2 separate regions of the Mus musculus genome follow, and region 2 is linked to region 1. The links are chromatin contacts, called in public Hi-C maps. All regions are on one chromosome and are shown on one strand. The core of a region is the stretch at or near the end of the contact, and the rest is flanking DNA. Distances in the headings are between cores, read along the strand shown. Region 1 has its middle 160 kb from the start of Gm23529. Region 2 overlaps Hdac9 (histone deacetylase 9).

Region 1 (5,567 bases), core at 1,765-4,264:
TCAGGTGGGTAGGGTGGTGGGGGCATTCACTTGGAGACAATGTGGGGTGGGGAGGAGGCATGGGATGTGGAGCAGCCAGAGGGTGGATGGGGGATCAGGGAATGAAATAGGGAGTGTAAAAAATAAATTAATTTTAAAAAACAAAAGGAAAAAAAAAAAAAAGAGTTCTGTAACTTTGGAGGATAGCGCCACCACCTGGACACCAAGCGCTAAAGCATGACCTTTTGAGGGACATTTCAGATTTCAGTTTTGGTTGTGAGCCTCGCCTTTAATAGCTGAGCCAAACAAAACCAAATCATTCTGGTCTAAAAAAAAAAAAAAAAAAAAGAAAGAAAGTGATAAATGACTCCTACTTATATCCTGCTATACTCATGAATTGATGCCTCGTTCTGTTATTAAAGAGAGGCTTCCTTCTTCAGCAGATGGGAAAAGATGCTGAAACCCACAGACAGACATGACACAGAGAGTGAGAGTCCTTGGAACACTCAGGACTAAATAGGATGTCGCCATAAAAATTTCTCCTTCGGAGCTCAAGGAACCCTGAGGAGGAAGAGGAGGTAGAGTAGAAAAAGTGTAAGAGCCAGAAGAGATGGAAGACACCAAGAGAACAAGACCTTCTAAGTCAACATGGACAAAGCTCAGATGAACTCACAGAGACTGGAGCAGCACGCACAGGGACCTGGAAAATCTGTACTAGGTCCTTGTTGCTTATGCCATGACTTCCAGTTTTGTGCTTTCATGGTACCCCCAAGTAAGCAAGCAAGAAGGTCTCTGATTCTCCAGTTGTCTCTTGAGCTCTTTCTCTCAGGTTGGTTTGGCTCGACCAACTTCGATACTGTGGTTTTTATTTTATCCCATTACATTTTTGTTACATTTCAAATGAATGAATGAATGAATGAAGAAATGAATGAAACCCTAGCCACTAGGGGAAAGGTTAACAAGTGACTGTTACTTATACCTGATGAGAGAGAGACATTCAGTTTCTCTAATAGTTTGAGATTGGGTAAATCAACAGCTCCGAGACAGGCCTCGTGCCCAGACATCGCTGACCATCATATTAAAACCTCCATACCTTACTGTGTGTTTGTGTTTGGTTATAGTTTTGTGATATTTTTGGTGGAGGTGGTCATATTTTGTATTTTTTTCTTTTTGGGGACTTGCTGTTATATTTTTGTTGTTTGTTTACTGAGAAAACTTAAAATTTGGGTTGGTAGGGGAAGATGAGAGGATCTGGAACAACTTAGAGGGGGACCAATATGATCAAGATAAGTTTAAATGTAAAAATATTTTAAGTAATAAAAACATAAGAAAAGAGACATTTTACACTCCATCTGCAACAACCACTAACACAACTTTTGTTTGTCATTATCAATGGCACATGTAACCTAAGTTTAATTTATTCCTTATAGCATTTCTGTCCTGGTTTAGTATTCCTTAGTCCTGGTCTTAGAAGACCACCCATTAGAAGTAGCAAAGACTTGTCCATCACATCCTTGTGAGGGTCCCACTTCACAGGGGATTAAAAAAAACACTATCAGACTATCACATTTGATACATTTTGAAATAATTTAGACTTATTTATATCAATGTTTCCATTTTCTTTTAATATGAGTGGATGGGTGGTAAAGATTGTCATTTTGCTACAGTCTAAGATCGCCTGAGCAGAGGCTCAATGAGAGACTGTGGAGATGGAATGGCATGTGAGATTTGTGGGGGATCATTTCCATTAGAAGGAAGACTCTAGCCACTGTTAGGGTCATGATTCGCTGCAGAGGGATCCTGGATCATTTAAGAATGGAGAAAGTGGCCTGAGTCCTAGTATTGAGGCGTAAATTCCTTGCTGTTCCCTCAAACTTCTTTCTATTGTGATGTGCCTGCCTGGATGGGTTATAACCTGAAGTTGTAAGCCAAACCCTTTCCCATTTAAATTGTGTTTGCCCGGTTATTTCAGTACAGTCAACAGGGAGAAAAAAAGAAATAAAAACAAAACTGTGTAAGATTTTACATATAAAAACATAATGGAATATAAGAAAAAAAAGTATATTCCTGGGTAAATTAGCAGTGCATGTCAGTTTCAGAGAAGTGTGGGGAACACACATTTTGCTTTGTGTGTATGTAAGCTGTAGAACAACTTTCACACATATGTTCTCTCCTTCTACTATGTGTGTCCAAGGGCTAAAACTACAGACCTCAAGCTGGCCCATTATTTTTTAACTTTCCCTTTTTGGATGAACACACAACAATTAATATGAATTAAGTGTGAAATGCAATCTTTGGGTCTTAGTTTTCCCAGTATTGTTAAAGATGATAGAGTTTCATCCCAAATCATTAGATAAACTCTTAGTTTAGTGCTTTAAATGATAATTCCCACTATCACCGGGAATTATCCACACACACCACCATTATCTCCCTCATCATGTCTTCCTCTACATTGGTCTAAAAATTTAAAAAACCCCTTATCCAAACAATAGACATTCAGTAACACTACATAAATCTTATTGCTAATATTCAAAGCATTTTTTCAAGGTTATATAAACATTAGCCTATATTGGAGAAACGGGGGTTTTGTTTTGATTATCATGATGTTCATTACCAAGTAAGACAGCTAGAGGGAGCGCTCCAGCATTCCATGCAATTCTTTAAAAAGAAAAATCTATATGCTTCACAAAACTTTAAAAAAAAATCAGTGTTTCTATCTCCCCCCTTTTCCTCTAAAATAGGGAGATAACACAAGTGTACATGAATGTGGAATTCTTGACTTAAAGGGTTGGTTATTATTTTGCTTTTATTCCCTTGCCCAAGTGGAACAGATAAAAATCAAACCAAGTTAAATTTAACATTTCCAAAAGAAAAGAGCCAAGTGTGGATGTGGCCAGCACCTCTGCTTGACTCTTTAAAACTTGCCGGGCAGTCTCTGGGAGTTTACTGCCTTGCTATGGGGAGCACACAGGTTTGCTTAGTAAAATGGAAACTGGAAGGGGATCAGATCGCTTAGAAGAACACAGGGCTCTCATGTGACCAGAGGACCCATGAAACTTTGCAGAGCTCTGCCAGACACATGATGTCTTTGGCCAGAGCAGCAGGACCTTGGTGACTCCACCTGCAACGCTCTTTCTTTCTTTCTTTCTTTTTTTTTTTTTCCTGACTGCTGTGTGGGAAAAAGAGAGGCACATGTGAGGGAGATGCGTATGAAATGCGATGGGGAAGGAAAAAAGCTTATTCCTGTACCAATTGGTTTGCTTACTTTTGCCTTTTCTGTTTCAGACCACCGGCTGTCTGGAATTAATATACTTAGGGCCAAATCCACTTCAACTCAGCCACAGTTCTGGCAAACTGGGCTTTTCACTCTGTGGTTTGGTGTGCCTTTGGCCTTCTTTGTCTGCTGGTCAGGTAGTTACTTCTCTCTCACCATGAAATTGGCGGGCAAGGCTCCTAAAGCTTCCCTCAAGTCTTTCCATAGCAAAGAAATCGAAGCATTAATATTTGTTTAAAACTCAGAGTCCTTGAGACTGGAAAAAATGTGTGGAGATTACAAGTCCCTACCCCAGTGCACGTTCCAGAGAATGACAGCTTGGAACACTGGCCAGAGGAGGGCTTCAATTTAATCCCAAAGAGCCACTGGTTTGTGAATCCCATCCCTGCTATGAACTTTCAACTGTGAGTCTACAGGTCTTGACCACACACTGGGTCGTCTGTAAACCTGAGGCAGCCTCCGAGGGTGTGGTTCACTCCTTGCAGACTTCAGTGTCCGGGTTAGAAAAACAAAAAGCAGCTTTCTCAGAACGCTCAGTTATTTTAAAATTTACTTCTGCTTGATGTTAAATTGGCAATATTTTTATTATTTTTTCATGCTGCATATTGCCAACACCAGCCAGAACACTCACATGTAGTAAAGGTACATTTTATTTATAGCAAAAAGAAAACAGATTTAAAGAAAAAAAAAATCAACCTCAGGGCAGGGGTTAGGGGAACCTACCACTTCTACATTATTCTGAGCATCTCAACCCAAAGAAGCAAGCCCACTGGCTTCCACGATGTGACTGTTGGATGACTGGAATCCATGAAGGTAGGCGTTCCTTGTGGTCTTGGGGAGAACCCAACACGCAAGTCAGACACACACAACCACATCGTTTTATAAATGTATTTTATACTGAAGATTTGAAGCCTCCACTGTGAAGCCCTTAGATGAGCCTTTAAAAGATGTGACCACAGCAAAGCTACAGCACCAGAGACAACAGAAAGGAATACACTTGGGCAGGTGACCTTCAGGGCCTCCTGCCCTTCCTAACTGCCCTGGAAAACCTTGCCAGAGTTCCCAGAGAGGTGAGACGAGCAGCTTCCTCAGGCCTCTTACAGTTACATGAACAGAGATATTGTAGTTTCCCTCTAAGAACCCTTCCCTTGGTACAGTAGTTTGCAGGGCCACAGGGCTATGTAATTTCTCATTATGTTTTACATCTATTATAGCATGCTTTCCTTAACACTTTGGATTTTTCCCTCAAGCACGTTGGTCTTCATTATTCTTGCTTTTAGCCTGTATCCCTGCCATGTGGCTGCTTGTCCACTATGTGTCCAACTCCCATGACAACTTACCAGGCATGGAAATCCCTGCCTCATCCCCAAGTCTTTGCTGAACCATGGCTGAAGTTCATTGCTTGCTTGTCTCGGGTTTTGTTTCTCTTCAAGCTCTAATAAAATTGTCTTTGAGTTTCTGTTTGAGTTCACTCCTAAATTTTTTTAGTAATGAGACTCAGAATCCCAAAAGGAACTGTAATTTCTCTTGAATCAGTATTCACTCTGGTGTACTATGTATTAGGGTGGGGGAGGGAGATGCCTAGTGTCTCATCACTTCCTATTTGGATATATTGTGAGTTCAGAAGAGGAGAAAATGGCAGAGAAACATTTGTGAGACATGTGTGCAATATTTAACGTACGGATTTAAATGTGTATAATAAACAGTGCTAGGAACATTATAGAAATTAGCTCATGCAATCCTCCCAGGAACCCTGTAGGCTATTATTGCATCCCAAAGACCAAACAACACCTCTTAGAGAATAAGTAACTCATCTAAATTAAGGCAGCAAGAGAGGGATGAGCCAGATGGATCAGCTGTAAATGCCCTGTGAATCTGACTTGCCCCCAGTTCCCAGAATCCACCAAAACTGAAGAGAAATTACTCCATAAGTTATATCCAGACATTCACATGCATGTCATGATAACTTTGCATGTATACCATGGTACCGACATTGTCCACCATGGCACAAGAGCATGTGCATACACACACACAAAGGTACAATAATAATAAATATTTTTTTAAAAAGGAAAAGTAAGATTCAAACTTCAGTACCTCATAGTTTGAGTGCATTCCTATTGTATTCCTTTTGTAACCTGCCATCCTAACCTGTGAGAACTTGGGTATGATTACTTTCAGTCGGTATCTTACATAAATGATAGAGATTGTAAGCGCGTGGCCAATTGTCAGCTTTGGCTACCCTTTGCCTTAATTTTCATCAACAAGAGATCTTCGCAGGTGGCCGAGAATGACCATCACATGTGAAGCTTAAAAG
Region 2 (5,567 bases), core at 1,848-4,347, 1.0 Mb after region 1:
AACCTCAAAGTGATGGCTTTAGGAGAGGGTGAACTTTGAGAGATGCTGTGGCTGTAAATGCTCTCACAAGTGTAATTAGCATCCTTCTCAGAGAGCCTGATGAAGCAGATATCTCCTTCCATTAATAGCTGTGAGAGCAGAGGCATAGCTTATGGTCCATAAAGCCCAAACCAGACACTTAGTGCCCTGGTGTTTCAGTCTTGGTAGTTCCCAAGACTGAAACTACAAGGCATGTAAGATTTGTGTTGTTTTATACATTTTAAAAAACTGGACTCAGCTCTTCTCTAGGGTAATGGCAACCTGATTTGTTAAAATATTTTTTTAATTTTTAAAAAATGTATCATACATAAGTAAACGTGACTCTAAAGTCCAATATTATGTATTAGCAGAATTGGTTCCTTATGAGGAATTCTCCTAATGGTCGACTATAGGCTGAAAGGTAAGCCAAGTAAGTGTTTTCATATTAAAAAGAAAGAAAGAAAAAGAAAGAAAGGAAGAAAGAAAAATGGAAGAAAAAGGAAGGGAAGGGAAGGGAAGGGAAGGGAAGGGAAGGGAAGGGAAGGGAAGGGAAGGGAAGGGAAGGGAAGGGAAGGGAAGGGAAGGGAAGGGAAGGGAAGGGAAGGGAAGGGAAGGGAAGAAAAAAAGAAAGAAAGAAAGAAAGAAAGAAAGAAAGAAAGAAAGAAAGAAAGAAAGAAAGAAAGAAAGAAAGAAAGAAAGAAAGAAAGAAAAAAGAAAGAAAGAAAGAAAAAGAATATTCTCACAGTTCTTCTAGGCCTTCATGTCTGAAGATTCACACGTTGTAAAGAACTCTGGCCCCTTTCCTGTTCTGGGCAAAGTATAGTCCTCACAAAGTAATTTTATAAACTTTTATGATTTCAGGGATGCTTATTTCAGTTTCTCCACATTCACATCTCTCCTATGTACAGACATAGTCAATGCTTTAACTGGCCACTGTCTTGACATAAGTACCAAAAAGGAAAATAAAGTTGTGGATATCCCAGCAAAAATACTCCCACTTGTGCATGCAGAGAGGCCAAACAGTATTTACAGAGCTTGAAGATGAGAGCAAATGAGAGCAGCTAGGAGAGGAAGGTGAGGACCACGCCCTGGGTGCCTCTCAGTGAAGCTCCTCTCCAAACAGAACAGGGCCTCTGGGTGAAATTCAATTAACAGGGGGAGGTGCTCATGAGGAAATGGGGTGCTCAGATGTCTGCAAGTTAGGGCATCGGGTTCAGATGCAATAATGCTCCTTCCTGGTAAAATAGACATGCTGCTCTCTAGAGGCTCCATGGAAGAATGGCACAATGTGGGAATGGAAGCAAGGCGAGGTAAGGCTGGTCCTCAATGCTTTTTGACTTACCTTACACATTTAGTGCTATACTGAAATGTAAGTAAATACCTTTAGGAGGGATTTCTGCACTTGATGCCAGCAATAACTGTCTGGAAACAGAGTTACAGATCTTTCCTAGTTATTTTATGTGCACTTTAAAAGTTTATTGATATATGCTTATAAATTTAGCCAGTTAAAATGTTTTAATTAAGTTAACTTAATTAAATATTATATTTAAACCAGATTGTATAACTGTTACCACAATCCACATTTAAAACATTTCAAATATTTCAGTAAATTCTCTCCTGCCTAATCCCTATTCCAACCCCAGGTTCTGAAAACCACAAATCTATTTTGTACCTCTATAGATATGAGTTATATTTCATGTTTAAATACAGCAGCTTGGAAACAAAGAAATCAAAACATCACCATGAAGATGTGTTTTTCTTCAAAGTGTCTTTCTTTTTCAAAGTGATCAATATAACTAAATGAGATTCAGCTACCTCACTGAACCAAGTTTCTGGGGCTGTTTTTGCAAACCCAGTTCCTAGGGTCTGACACATTTTAACCCTGGGAAGATCCAGGGCTGATGGTATAGCTGTCGCTAGTGTCTTTCAGAAAAGTCTGCAACATTCCACAGCAAACTAAAGCTTCACTGGTTAACAAGTGGGAAGAATTCATGGTAGATGCTCTAAACTGGACCTCTAGACCACCCCTCCAAACTACAGAGAACATTGCCAAAGGGGATAGAAAGGATAAAAGAGTGAAAAGATGGAGAGATACGCCATAGGAAAGGATATCCCCTGCACATGATATGGCCATTCATGTATTCACTGTAATCCAGGCCATCTGCAGAAGACATGCACAAGACTGGGCTTGCCCACATTTCACCCACTGATGGAGTAGGAACCCAGAAGACTACTGTGCTATCTCCTTATTCAAGGAGAAGGTGTTCTTTTCTGCAGTGGTGAAGCAGCCCTTGCTCCAGTAAATAACCTCCGACCCTTGGTAAGAAACTCTAACTAAACACAGTGAGCCACACACCAAAATAATGAATTGAAGTGTTGGTGGGATCTTGTTGTGGAAAGGGGTTTCAAAGTAAGAGGGAGGATAGAAGAGTGTGGGATGAGCATGACCAAAGTAATTTATACAAAAAGAAGATGCCAGGCAACAAAAACTTTAAAAGGAGTCATGATTTTAGTATTTACCTTCATCAGGAATGATGGGGGAAAAATCCCTTTTAAAAATTAAAACTAGATTCTTCTCTTGTATAAAAGATCCCAACCTAAGTTCCCCCTCCCTCCACTTCTGCAACCTCCTCACCATCTCCCCTCTCCCCAGATTCACTCCCCCTCTGTTTCCTCCTCAGAAAAGAGAAAGCCTCTAAGAGATGACAGCCAGACAGGACAAAACAAGATACAGTAAGACAAGGCAGAAGCCCTCGTACTGAGACAATCCAGTAGGAGGAAAAGAGACCCAAGAGCAGGCAAAGGGGAGATAGATAGTCCTGCTCCCACTGTCAGGACTTCTACACCACCACCCAGCTAACAGCCATAACATATATCCAAGAGACCTGGTACAGACCCATGCATTTTTACCTGAACATTTTTGAATGTTAAACTATCCCTTTCTCTACTAATGAACCAATCTCTACTTTAAACTGGTCACAATCATTTGAGTCTGAGAGATATTACCTAGACATAGGCACCCTACTGAAAACAGAGATCTACCAGGAACCGAGATTCTTGTGGCATTAACTGCAAAGCTTACAAATTCTCTGCTGGGGTTGGACAGTGGCTCTGAAACATGTGGTTAGTCTGGGAAGTGTCACTGCACCAGAGCTGACTTCTTCCTAAAGGAGATGTACCATGTGTGAGAGTGGTGGGGCCACCCTCAGGTCACAGCCCACTGTGGCGGTCTGTGATCCATAAGATGTAAGAGTTATTTTTCCAAGGTCTAGAACCAGCATGTCTGTCTGAGAACACAGACTGGAGCAGAGATTTTTTTTTTTATCAATTTACAATTTTTTTTATCATGTGCTCCTCAAATCCCTGGGGCCATGTGAGGTCCAGTTTGTTTCCAAACATAAGGGCCAAGGCAAAACAATTTCCAGTCTCTCTCAAAGAAAAAATACGAAAGCTGCATCAGGTTCCGGGATGTGCTGAGCTCTGTGGCTGTCTCTGGTGCCTTAAGAACACTGCCGGGTAGGCAGCAGCCTCTCAAGAGGTCTGACTATAGGTAACAGATGAAAACTAGATTCTGAAATCACAGCAAGGCGGAGGTGCAGCCAATTAGAGTCTGGATTAACAGAATAAAGCAAATCAAACTAAACAAAAAAAGAAAAAATAGCAAGGATTTAATGGTTTGACTTTCTTGCCTTTTTAAAAAACTTTAAAGCATTATCAGTTTGGGAACAGTGTATCTTTGTGAATCAAAACCAATGTAATTAATTAACATAACTTGGTCCACTGATTCACCTCCAACAAACAACATGGAAAGGCCCAGGTCTGTACAGTAATGGCAGCTAACACATCTCTTCTCTTCCAAACATCATGGAGCAGTTTTATAAACATCAACTTGTATTAATTTAAACCAAATATTAAAACCAAACTTTTTTCCTAGGTGGTAAAGCTTGTCTGCATATTTTCATTATTACAAAATGGTTGCCTTTAGTCCATAAACTACAAGGGCATAGTAAGGTCACAACGGAGTGGCAAACACAGTAAATTAGAAGGAAAGTAACCAGAGCCTGTATTTAGCATGATTCTTTTCACCTGGAAGTAAATGAGTATACACAGTCCATTGATTAGTGCTGATTTGAAATGGAGTTTCTATTTAAATGATTCTTCTAAACTCTGTTTTATAGCAAAAATTTAAAGTATTTTTTTCTTTATGGTTTTTTTTTATCATCTGAAAATATACAACCCAGGCTTTGCCAAGTGCAAATGTGAAATTTAATTTGAAGCCATTCTTGATTTAGCTTGCACATATACTAACATCAGAAGACAAGAATGCAAAGTGATCTGCTATCTGGAATTGGAAGATAACACAAAAAAAGAAAAAGAAAGAAAGAAAGAAAGAGGAAGGAAGAAAAAGGAAGGAGGAGGAGGGGTAGGAGGAGGAGGAGGGGGGGAGGAGGAGGAGGAGGAGGAGGAGGAGGAGGAGGAGGAGGAGGAGGAGGAGGAGGAGGAGGAGGAGGAGGAGGCCTGTATTGTGCTTGACTCCAGAAGTCTGCCCTAAGTACCATGCAGGATGGTGGAAAGCAAATGCCTGAGTTCACAGTGCCTGCCCCTTTCCTATCAAGCACAAAAGTACAAGGTTTTCCTGAAGAAGAGAAGGGTTTCAGAACTCTCTAACCCATGTGTGTTGATCATGTAGGAAAACTGGCCAGTACTTCTGTTGTGTTGTCTCCATTATATGCAGTTGATACCCAAGATGCATCACATAATGTCTTCAATCTCCGTCAACTACCTCATAAAGAGTCCATTTGCTCTTAGAGAATAAGAAGGCTGTGAGAACAGGTTCAGGATCACTCTGAAGCAAGAATGGACGTTAATAACTATCCTCAGGGGCACAGATGAGGAAAAAGGGTCATTGACTTAACATTCTTTAATTCTTTTAGGTATAATAAGACTACGTCATGATTTACAGCTGAAAAGCACAGCTTTTGTTTTGCTTACCAATAAAAGAAGGTCTTTCATAACCTCAACTGTTGTGACACTCTGAGAGCTGAGAGATTTGAAGTTACCCTTTATATGGTTGGCTGAAATCTCTCTGCCTTGGGGGGTCTGGAACAGGGGGAAGCCTACTGTTGCTTAACTCCTAAGACATCAATGTTTCAGGGCTTACAATTGTATAAAGGCATTTTGTAGGATGACATCAAGGAAAATAACTTTTATGTGTTTATACTTCCAGAGGGTCATATATTGCTAATTAAACAGGATTCCTTCAGTTTGATTACATAAGGGGGCTTGGGTTTGTAATTCAATAGCACGTGAAGGTCAGTAGAGTTATGAAAGAAACTTTAAATTTTATGAGAAATCCGGTAACTATCAGGATATTTGCTCACAGAGCTGGAATATTTCTCAAAGCATTTTCCTGATCTGTTAAGATACAGGAAAATATTTTGCTGGCTACAGGGGTGACCAGATATTACAAGACCCTAAATCATGCAGATGGGTCTTTTTGAGAAAAGCCAATACTGAAACACAGATCCAGATCCCAGATTGTGAGGTTG

The links. Hi-C and Micro-C count contacts between places; a contact is called where the count stands out from the background.
Region 2: a contact with region 1 is called in a Hi-C map of adipose-derived mesenchymal stem cells, with 10 times the contacts expected there. The contact joins two enhancer-like sites. A contact is called at or near these places in 2 of 39 promoter capture datasets (the 3T3-L1 cell line and hippocampal neurons), 35 of 484 Hi-C or Micro-C datasets (3T3-L1-derived adipocytes, the AML12 cell line, the C10 cell line and 22 more) and 1 of 115 datasets of contacts at active chromatin or transcription factors (astrocytes).

The regions. Positions count from the first base shown.
Region 1 is chr12:33,605,402-33,610,968 of GRCm38.p6, forward strand. No RefSeq gene overlaps it. Among named protein-coding and RNA genes, the nearest start is that of Gm23529, 160 kb to the left of the region's middle. Within about 2 kb of position 3,015, at least 10 of the 459 cell types and tissues checked have an H3K27ac peak or open chromatin away from gene starts, as enhancers often do.
Region 2 is chr12:34,652,569-34,658,135 of GRCm38.p6, forward strand. The region is part of intron 3 of Hdac9 (histone deacetylase 9); the gene reads right to left. Among named protein-coding and RNA genes, the nearest start is that of Gm46347, 130 kb to the right of the region's middle. Within about 2 kb of position 3,098, at least 3 of the 459 cell types and tissues checked have an H3K27ac peak or open chromatin away from gene starts, as enhancers often do.